Linked DNA regions of Mus musculus: region 2 is linked to region 1. A link is a contact called in public promoter capture Hi-C data. All regions are on one chromosome and are shown on one strand. Each heading gives the region's core, a stretch centred on a gene start, on an enhancer-like site or on the middle of the called end of the contact. The rest is flanking DNA. Distances are from core to core; before and after follow the strand shown.

The links. Capture Hi-C pulls out chosen DNA fragments and counts their contacts.
Region 2: a promoter capture Hi-C map of adipose tissue shows a contact between it and region 1, with 4 times the contacts expected there. The contact joins the promoter of Fosb here to the promoter of Bbc3 in region 1. A contact is called at or near these places in 2 of 115 datasets of contacts at active chromatin or transcription factors (forebrain and stem cell-derived neural progenitor cells) and 2 of 9 other capture datasets (adipose tissue and liver).

The regions. Positions count from the first base shown.
Region 1 is chr7:16,308,073-16,313,517 of GRCm38.p6, reverse strand. Bbc3 (BCL2 binding component 3) reads right to left here and starts at 3,935. Exons shown (of 4, transcript NM_133234.2): 1 at 3,657-3,935; 2 at 1,104-1,392. The coding sequence starts at 1,377.
Region 2 is chr7:19,305,976-19,311,639 of GRCm38.p6, reverse strand. It overlaps Fosb (FBJ osteosarcoma oncogene B), which reads left to right and starts at 1,595. Exons shown (of 4, transcript NM_008036.2): 1 at 1,595-2,334; 2 at 4,200-4,520; 3 at 4,974-5,081. The coding sequence starts at 2,209.

The sequences.
Region 1 (5,445 bases), core at 2,686-5,185:
CACTCTTTCCCACAGGCCCTAGAAAGGGGTCTTACGGAAGTGGCTCTGGGGTCACCTGGATGGTCAATTACCCATTAAAGCTCATATGAATGTGGAAGTCCCTCAACTTATCCGACCTAAGTACCCCTATTTTAATACAGGGTCAAATCTAGCCTGTTCTATTTGACAGACGGGGAAACTGAGGCTCCACCCATAGAAGTGACCAAGGTCACACGGGGATACCGCCACTGACCCCACCCAGTCACTACCCTCAGGTCTCCAGCTCACTCCTGCCCAACCACAGTGAGGCCACACCCCCGGATGTGGCATTGGCCTGATGACCAGAAGGCCAAACTGGGACTAACCCAAGAGGACTAGGGTTTGGGTGAGGGTGGCAGGGGTACTGGGTTAGACTTTGTGCTCCACCCCCTCTGGCACTCATCCTTGTGCCTCGGTCCTGTCACACTAGATCCTGAGCCTCAGTTTCCATTATCTCTGAACCTAGTCCTGAAACGCAGGGAAAGTTGGAAAGTTTTTCTCTCTTCATGGGGAGGTGGGGGCAAATAGAAAGGGAAACCCAGATGGTCATTCCCCGTAGCCGGGCACCACAGGGTTAACAGCCCATCAGGCGAGGGACCTTTAACCCTTCCCTCCCTGAGCCTCACCCTCTCCCCGAGGGGGACTTTCCCAACACAATGGCCCCTCCCCCTCTCCTTCCTCCTGGGGGACTGCGGACTAACCCTGCCAGTGCCAAAGAGATTCAAATAAAAGGGTAAGGCCTCCGACCCCTCCCCAAAGTCCTGAGGTGACAGTCCTCCCACTGGCCACACTCCTTCCCACTGCAATCCTCATGGGGGTGGGGGGCGCCCAGGGACCCGGGCTGGGGGAGGGGAGCTGAGAAACAGCTGTTGCCCGAGGCCCGGGAAGGGACGTGGACTGCAACTCCGGGGACTGCAGTCAGATTCTAAGAGGGACTTCCCACTCGACTTGGCCCCTCCATCCATGTCTCCCACTCTGTCTTCCTGGTTCTTGCTACACAAAGACCACACTGGCCACACCCTCCCGGTGGCCCCACTCAGCTCCACTCCCGCTTCAGCTTCCCCGGGTGCGGGGCGGGCACTCACCGTCCGGGCGCGGGCCTCTGGGCCGGCTGCGGTGACCCCCAGGCCAGCGGGGGCCCCCCAGGGCGGCGGTGACGGCAGGTGGAGCGGTGGGGGCGCAGAGGTAGGCGGCCGGCAGCAAGGCAGGGGCAGCAGGGGCGGCGGGCAGGCCGGGCTCGCAAAGGCTGCAGGATACAGCGGAGGGCATCAGGCGGCCGAGCGGGAAGGGGCGCGGACTGTCGCGGGCTAGACCCTCTACGGGCTCCGGAGAGCTGCCCTCCTGGCGTGCGCGGGCCATGGCGCTCCCTGGAGCCTGCGGGACACGGCGGGAGGTCAGTGGGGCGACTGCGGGGGGGGCCTGCAGGACCCCACCTCGCAGACACCCTGCCTGGAAGTCACTCCCACCCAGGAAGGGATGACCCCAGGGACAGCCTGGCCGGGACACATGGTGAGGGGCGCACAGACTGCGTCTGGGGTTTGTAGCAAAACCCACCAGGAAAACTGCCTACTACTCTCAGGGCTTGGGCCAGGGAGAACTTTCTCAACAGAGAAGAGCGCAGAAGGGGTGCTGGGGCTCCCAGGATACACGGTGCTGTCAGAGAACCGTGTGTGTGTGTGTGTGTGTGTGTGTGTGTGTGTGTGTGTGTGTAATGGGAAGACACCAGTGAACTCAGAGAAGTGTCCAACTTTACCGCCCCTCCCGCTCCCCCAGTGAGGTGGCTCACCCAGAAACACATGGGGACACAGACATGCACACACAGCCATCCAGAGCCCTTTCAACATATTTACACCAGTCTCACACTGACCCGCTGCTGACATGCCAGCGCTCACCCGCCCACAATGCAGCCGTCACACACTGAAGCACAACAGACTCAAGTCTTCAACGTGTTTCTCCCGCATACACACAGACAACCCAAAGACACCCCCCTTACTATTCCTTAGCACATGCACCACCATCATCTCAAAACACACCTGAATGTGCACCCCCCCCCAACTTTGAGCTCCTGGGACACAACAGCCACACATAGACACAAGTCATCATATCCAGATACATCATCCCCCCTCGTGTGCGGGGCAGCCACATCGGGAGGCACCAGCCGCAGCTGGTAGAAGCCATAGGTCCAGCCTCTACTCTCAGCCCCAATACACCACAGCCAACTGTCAGCCCCAGAAAACACACACACACACACACACACACACACACACAGAGCCCAGCAGCACACACACCTAATGCAGAGACAGAAAACACTGGCCTCACGTGACTGCTATAAACACTACAGAGAGAGAGCACCACATGACACATAGCCTGGATCACAGAGACAAACCCCTCAGACCCAAAACTCACTCTCACCCCCCCCTCTCTCTTTCTCACACACACACACACACACACACACACACACACACACACTGCATGCAGAGAGAGGGGCTGGCACTGAACCCGCTAGATCCCCCCCACCCCCAAAGCCCTTCATGCTCAGCGTGCCTTGTGTGCCTTTTGCTGCTCAGAAGTCACCCAGCGAGCGATCAGGCACTGGGTGGCATCCCATCCCAAAAGCTGGGTACAGCAGATGCTTGTCTTGGAGACACCCAGAGACAGCACGCGCGCGCGCGCATACACACACACACACACACACACACACACACACACACACACACGCAGCGCACACTTGGGCGAGACCCCTGCACAGCAACACAGCTCACTCAAGCGACACACAAACACAGCTCAAGTGCCCCGGTCGTCCGCACCACCACCACCAACACTACCAGGCAAGCGACAGATACAGATCCCCTTTTCACCCCTTAAGAGCACACGTATACAACTCTGGTTTGGGGGGTGGCCACCCACACCCGTAAACGGACAGGTGCACCCCACCCCGCAGACACGCGGGCAAGGACTCACGCAGACACCCCTCCGGGTGACAAACGCCAACATCTCGGTGTAGGGATACAAACTCGGGAGCCAAACACGAGCACACACACCCAGGCGAGACACCTGCAGATCCACAGCCCCGCACGCGCGGTCCCCGCCGCCCCTCCGCTGTCACAGCCCCCCCCCTCGACGCCGCCACGTGCGCCCGCCCCGCCCGCCCAGCGCGCGCGGGGCCAATAACCGGCTGTTGCTGGGGCGCAGCCCCCGCCCGCGGGAGCCACAGCCTCCGCCGCCCCCTGTCGCCGCCCCCGGCGGGCGCGCGCTCTGGGTGTGGCCGATCCTCGGTGCCACCCCCCACCCCAACCCTCCCGCAGTGGGACTCGGGGGACTCGAGCGAGCCCGGGGCCACGCTCCTCCCAGGTCTCACTAGCCACCAGGGGGCGCGGGCGAGCCCGAACCCCATTGTTTGTAAACAAACCCGCCAGACCGCTGTGGCACCTGTGCGCCCAGACAGGGCGCCCTGAGTCCCAGGTGCTTCCTTCCCGCCCGCCTGGCCCAGCCTTAGTCCCAGTGATGAAAGCTGGGGCACAAGCTGCGGGAATGCAAGGCGACCGTCCTATCGGCCCGTGCACCCCGTCACCTCCTCCAGGGAGCCCTCCGGGCCTTGCCGCTCGTAAGCAGCTTCGGGAATCGGGGTGCTCACTCACCCCGGGGGCATGAACACTCCGGAGAAAGGAGGCGATGGGGTGGCGGGCGGTTGCCTTCTGGAGGGCTCGCCCGCCGAGTGGGTTGCTATTGAGGCACCTTGCTGCTGCTCCTGCTGCTCTAACTGCAGTGACTGCTGCTGCTTCTGGAGTCTTCGTGTCCGGATCACCGCTGCTGCTGCTTGCTTGCTGGTGTCGCCGCCGCCTCCTGGGCTCCCCGCTCGCATGTGGCTCTATGCCGCGTCTCAGGCCTCCCGGCAGATCCCCGGGCCCCGCTCGCTCGGCGGCCGCCCCGCCCCGCCTCTCGCTGGCTCCCACGCCCCGCCCCCGCGTGACGCCAGGGCCCCGCCCGCGGCTGGGGACAAGTCGGGGCTTGCAGTCGGGCGCCGCGCCCCCTACCTCGGCGCGGGGGGTTTCCCGGCAGCCAGAGGGGCGGGGCGAGGCCTGGTCCAGGCAGGAGGAGCAGCGTGGGGACAGCCCAGACCTAGGGTGTCCGGACACACGCTTGACACACTGACACACTGACTGGGACCCACACCCACACCTGAGGAGTACGCTCAGACTAACGGACTGGCACGCCAGGGTGCACTGAGTCAGTGATGACTGAGCCACAGGGACACAAAGTCAGACCAGAGGCACAGATACACATCAGGACAAGGGCCTGGACACACGAGCTCACACAGACCCAGACATCCAGATTATCTTACTTACTGGCTCACTGGGTCACACACAGACAGTGACAACCCAAAACGTAGTTGCACAAACAATATTCAAACAGTCTCCGACGCACAAACCCGTGTCCCCAGATGCCTAGGGCATTCACACTACACTAAAGGCTGACCCCTTCTCAGAACAACTTCCTGGCAGGTTCAGAGGGACACACACTCCAATCCAAATAGCACTCTCAGGCTGACACCCGCAATAGCTGAAGCACAGCCACTAGACTGCACTGGCTGACCCTACAAAACATGCCAGTCACATACAGAAGAAACTGAGCCCAGACCTGTGCTCACAAAGTCACTCCTGAGACAGGTTCCTGCTAAATGGCTTGATGGCGGGTTACACTCGTGAACTTAAACACCTGGCCCGCCTGGCGTAATACCCATCTGGCACTGGACAAATGGGGAAGAGGCAGCCCTGTGCTCCTGGCACAGACATGCCCGGGCAGCCCCCTGCACCCTATTTCATCCTGTCTGTTGTTTCTGTTTCCTTTCCCTTTTCTAAAAGTCATTTATTTCCCTTCCCTTTTGAAACAGTGACCCTTCCTCCTCCCAAGCCGTAGACATCTCTCACGGCACTTGACAGACTCTCTGTCTCACCCAAACTGTCACCAAACTTACTGAGTATATTACTTACCTATGGGTGCCCAGCACTGGGCCCGCTGTGAAAGGGTGTCACACAGCCATGTGAGATAAGACACTTGTTAAAGAAATAAACATAGTCACTTACACCTGTCTTCCCAGCACTTCCAGAGGATAAAGCAGGAATGTGGTTGCAAGGTTGGAGTCTGTCTGAGTTACATAGTGAGTTCCAGGCCCCCCCCTTTTTTTTTTTTTCTTTTTTGGTTTTTCAAGACAGGGTTTCTCTGTGTAGCCCTGGATGTCCTGGAACTCAGTTTGTAGACCAGGCTGGCCTCAAACTCAGAAATCTACCTGCCTTTGCCTCCCAAGTGCTGGGATTAAAGGCATGCACCACCACTGTCCAGCTTGTTTGTTTGTTTGTTTGTTTGTTTGTTTGTTTGAGACAGGGTTTCTGTGTGTAGCCCTGGCTGTCCTGGAACTCACTTTGTAGA
Region 2 (5,664 bases), core at 346-2,845, 3.0 Mb before region 1:
GGTACATAATGAGACCCCATCTCAAAAACAGACAGAGAAAGGAGGAGGGCAAAGGGTAGAAAGAGGAGGGGATGTTCACAATAGGGGGAGGGGATGTTCACAATACGTGTATATATATTCTTTCCTTCTGGATGTGGATAGAACCCAGGACTTCACACATGCTAGACATTCATTCCACTTTAAGCTACATTCCCGCCCTCACATCCCCTTTTGTTTAAATCATTAATATTGATATTATTATTATTATTATTATTATTACTACATATGAGTACTGGTTGTTTTCTGTCTTTGCATGCATGTGGAGATCAGAGAACAATTTTTAGGAGTCATTTTTCTTCTTCCACCGTGAGTCCCAGGGATGGGACTCAGGTTGTCAGGTATGTGTAGCAAGCTCCTTTACCTGTGAACCATCTTGCTGGGGCTGATACCTGCTGATTGCTAAACACATGCCACCGATTATATTAATGCACTAGTATTTTATTTATTTATTTTTCGAGACAGGGTTTCTCTGTGTAGCCCTGGCTGTCCTGGAACTCACTCTGTAGAACAAGCTGGTTTCGAACTCACAGAGATCTCCCTGCTTCTGCTGGGATTAAAGATGTGTGCTGCTGCCGCAGCTGCCACCACCACCAGACACCACCAATTATTATTGTTCAATTATTATTGTATACACACTTTCTTTTCTGTCTCCTGAGCTAAGTGGGAAGGAGAGGCTTCCAACACCATCAAGCCTGAAGAACTCACCGGGTGTGGGTTCCTACCTGCTCCAATTCTGCAGGTCCCCCAGATTCAGGGACCCGGAAAAGCCACCTATCCTTTGCTTAGCTATGAGTACTGAAGTTTTAGATCAGGGAGGGAGCACATTTTCCAAGCTCACCGAGTCACACAGAATCCGTGACAAAGCTAGTGGGGAGGGGACTGCATCCTTACCCATCCCTACACCTGGAGATATCACAGACTCTCCAATTCCTCCTGAGCCTCAGTTTCCCCACCTAGACTGATTATACCCCTCTCGCCAGAATCTGCACTGGGGACCTTGCTCTTTTTCACCAGCAGGGGCGCTGCACCGGTTTGGGGAGGGTGGGGTCCCAGGGGTATAAGCAGACCTGGGATCTGGAGTTGCACCTTCTCCAACCCGGGTCAGCAGGGGCCTTCTGAGGGAGTTTAGGCGCCTGTCAATCTCAGCCTCCGGGACAGCGTGGAACTGCGCAGGCGCGGGCGGGTTCCGCACAGCGCAACAGCGGGCGCGCGCAGGAGCGAGGGATTCCCTCTGACGTAATTGCTAGGATACCAAACAAACACTGGGCCGCGCTGGCCGAGCTCCTTATATGGCTAATTGCGTCACAGGAACTCCGGGGAGGGCGGGGCGGGATCCCCTCCCGCGAAGCCCCTCAGAACGCAGCCTTGGGGACCCCCGAGACCCCCAGGGTCACACTATGGGCAGGTGGCAGGTGCACGAGGCCCTGGAGGGCGCCACAAGGAGCTCAGTCGGCGGGAAGGGAGAGTTTGGGAGGTTTGTGCATGGAGTTGCGGGTGACGCAAGCGCGGGGGCGGGTCCCGGAGGCATAAATTCAGCCCGGCAGCTCCCGGTTTCATTCATAAGACTGGAGCGGCTACGCCGGGGACACGCGGAGCCGGGGCTTGCTGGACTTGACTACTGGTGACTCTTTCTTTTTCTTCTTCTTGGAGGCCGTGAAAAATTTATATATATATATTTATATATATTTTTAAACTGGAGAGAAAGTTTTGTGGGTTTCCTTTTTGCAAGACTCTTTCTAGATCGTTCTTCCGATTCGTCCGGAGGATAGACTTTCTTTCTGTGGGCTTCTGGATCGCGCCCCTCTGCTCTCCCTCATTTCTTGGGACGCTTCGACAGGATTGGAACTGCATCTGAAGCGCACGCTGCACCGCGGCACTGCCCGGCGGGTTTCTGGGCGGGGAGCGATCCCCGCGTCGCCCCCCGTGAAACCGACAGAGCCTGGACTTTCAGGAGGTACAGCGGCGGTCTGAAGGGGATCTGGGATCTTGCAGAGGGAACTTGCATCGAAACTTGGGCAGTTCTCCGAACCGGAGACTAAGCTTCCCCGAGCAGCGCACTTTGGAGACGTGTCCGGTCTACTCCGGACTCGCATCTCATTCCACTCGGCCATAGCCTTGGCTTCCCGGCGACCTCAGCGTGGTCACAGGGGCCCCCCTGTGCCCAGGGAAATGTTTCAAGCTTTTCCCGGAGACTACGACTCCGGCTCCCGGTGTAGCTCATCACCCTCCGCCGAGTCTCAGTACCTGTCTTCGGTGGACTCCTTCGGCAGTCCACCCACCGCCGCCGCCTCCCAGGTAAGTTTTAGATCGTAAAGATTCTACTTTAGTGGTTGGGGGGGGGGGTGTTTCTTTCAGGCTAAAGTGTAGATTGAGCATCCTCTCAAATAGAGACGCGCCAAAACCCAGGATCTGGGATTGCAATAGTTCGGTTTGCACTTTGGTTTTTTGTTGTTTGCAAACTGCAAAGAATGGAGTGATGTTTGCAAAAGGTTATTTGCGCGGAGCGCGGGAAAGGAATGCAGCTGGGCAAACGTTGGCGATGCCCGGTGCAAAGTATATACCCGGTGGTTAGCAGAAGCTGAGAACTTTTAGCCGAAAGCCGGCTCCCTAAGCCGAAGCTAGGCAAGTAGGGGAAGAAAAAGAAACAAAAAATTCCAGAGAAGCTTCCAGGAGCCTCCTCCTCTTCCCTCTTCCTTCAAAACGCGGACTGCAAGTCCGCAGTCACCCTCCACCCAGCAAGAGTTAGGGCCTCGAACCCCGGTCACGCTGCCTCCGCCTCCTGCGCGGAGACGTAACGGGGGACCCGTGCGTAAAGGCTGACGCGCTGGAATCCTCCGTCTGACGCGGGGCACGCACAGCGCGCAGCGCCCCCTCCGCCCGCCCCGCCCCTGACGTCCCGGGCACGTTCTATTTTGGAACGCCGAGGCCACGTTGCTAAGGGAGGGGGCAGCGTGGCTTTGTGATTGGCTGTCGCGGCGCGAGCTTTAGCCAATCAGCGTTCCCTTCCTATTTGTAGAGCGTAGCTCCCTTCCTTGCTTTTTGTGGTTCTTCCCGTGCTGGGGGTCTCCAAGAGGGAGAGCTAGGGGATTCTTGTCGCGATCGGGGGACTCGTTGTCACCCCATGGGTCTGCGAGGACCTTGTGTGGACCTGGTCCTGTTGTCATAAGCTAGAGGCTTTTGGCTGAGTGTTAGCGCCTCTAAGGGGGAACTGAAGGCCTCATCCCTTCTCCAGGCACACATATACGTGCTCCCTGAGCTCTAGACACTCAGTCCTTCCGAGGTGTTCAAACACTAGATGAGCTAGCCTACGGAGAGGCAGCCAGGTGGTCTCTAAAAGGTCTGCCTTCCCTTAGTTCCCAGGGCTCTGATTGGCCAGGGATTCAGCCCTTCCCTCGCCACGCCCCCTAGAGTAGTTAAGCCTCTAGGATTCCACTTGCGGGAAGGGGGGGGGGGGGCGTGATGGACGCTTCTTGGGTTCGGGGACGCAGATCCTATGTCACCCCATCCCCTGCAAGACAGTCTGAGAGATTCTCGCTGTCACTTTTCTCTGCCTATCAGTTCACTGAAACCTGTCAGTCTCACTGGGGAAGAGACAGACACTCGGAAGGGATGCTCTCAACTCTTAGGCCGGTCCCCCAACACCGTTGGAACTGGGATCTCCGCCCCTGCGGGAGCCCTCATGCAGTGGGGGGTGTGTTTGTGTGTGAGTGGAGGAGAGGAAGGCTTGGGCTAAGGCCTCTCCCTCTCCCTCCCTCTGTGGTGGGGGTGGGGTGTTTTGGCTGTATGTGTGTGTGAATGTCTGTGGCTCCATCCCGGGAGGTTTGTCACCAGGTTCTGTCCAGCCTCCTCTCCCACCCACCCCCCCACACCTAAGAGTCACCAACCCGGGGTGTGATTCACCACCCGCTGGAACCGTGCAACCTTTCCCCGAGGAAGAAGGAGGAGGTAGAAGGCAGTTGAACAGAATCTCTCATTAACCACTGCGTCACGGTGTAGTGGAAGGGTGGGTGTTGTGGCTTTTTGCCTGTGACACACACATCCACACCCGCTCACCCTGTGCTCACTCACAGGGGTCGGTGTGTGTTATGTGTGTTGGGCGTGTGTGTGTCGGTGGCTTTGTTTGTGTGTCTACGCCTGTGTGTGTATGTCTCACCCCGTAGGAGTGCGCCGGTCTCGGGGAAATGCCCGGCTCCTTCGTGCCAACGGTCACCGCAATCACAACCAGCCAGGATCTTCAGTGGCTCGTGCAACCCACCCTCATCTCTTCCATGGCCCAGTCCCAGGGGCAGCCACTGGCCTCCCAGCCTCCAGCTGTTGACCCTTATGACATGCCAGGAACCAGCTACTCAACCCCAGGCCTGAGTGCCTACAGCACTGGCGGGGCAAGCGGAAGTGGTGGGCCTTCAACCAGCACAACCACCAGTGGACCTGTGTCTGCCCGTCCAGCCAGAGCCAGGCCTAGAAGACCCCGAGAAGAGACAGTAAGTATGAGGCCTCAGGAGTTGGGATGGAGGAGCCTAGCTAGGGATGTGGGCTCAGTTTGTACAGTGCTTGCTGCCATGCATGAAGATCCCTAGCACAGCATAAGCCAGGAGTGGTTATGCAGACCTGTAACCCCAGCTCTCAGAAGGTGGAGGCAGGAGGAGCAGGAGTTCGAGGCCAGCCTGTGCTACTTATGGAGTCCAGCCTGCACTGCAAGAGATCATTATTTTCAAAAGTTGGCCTTGGGGGGAGGTGGGTGAGGGAAGTAAGAGAAAGTGACAGTAATTTTGTCACTTAATAGTTGGAGGTTCCTCTGAGGCCTCAAGTCTGAAGGAACTTTACCATTCTGGCCAGTGAGGAGTAGGGGTTATTATTTGGGGTTCAGGAGGAAGGAGTTTTCTTAGGGCTGATAGAGGTACCCCCAGATCTCATGGTCCTTATCTCTGACTCAGCTTACCCCAGAAGAAGAAGAAAAGCGAAGGGTTCGCAGAGAGCGGAACAAGCTGGCTGCAGCTAAGTGCAGGAACCGTCGGAGGGAGCTGACAGATCGACTTCAGGCGGTAAGGAGGAGTCTGGGGGTGTCTTGAGGCCGTGCTGGGAGCACTCTGCCTTGTTCTTCCCCCGTTTCTCACTGTGCCTGTGTCCTAAACGAGGAAACCCCCTCTTAGGGAACAGGGGTCAGTATAGGCTGATGGAGTGGCTCCATATGCATGCTCAGACCCATGCCCACTTACTTTCGACTGTTCCCCACTTTCCCTGAATATGTCCCCACATGTCACCCTCCTGGCTTTCTCTCAGCCTAAGGAGACAAGCTAGAGGAGGTAATTCTCTCACCTTCTTTCCTTCACTAAATAATAATCCATTTTGCCTTCCTGCCTCCATTTTTTTTTCCTGAGCTGGGGATCTACCTGTGTAGTTCAGCCCTCCTCCCCCAACTTGATAGCCTCAAGTTTCAGCCCTTGGCTGAGATGCCATCATCCTGACTGGCTCTGGCTGGAAACTATTTTGTGCTAAGTCAATTCCTTACCTGCTACTCCAGCTATCTACAGTTCTGCCGAACTTGAGCTGGTGGCGCCCACCAAGCCCACTTCTTTCTCTCTTCTACCTCAGTGCAACCCCCCACACACACACCTCATGCCTGCC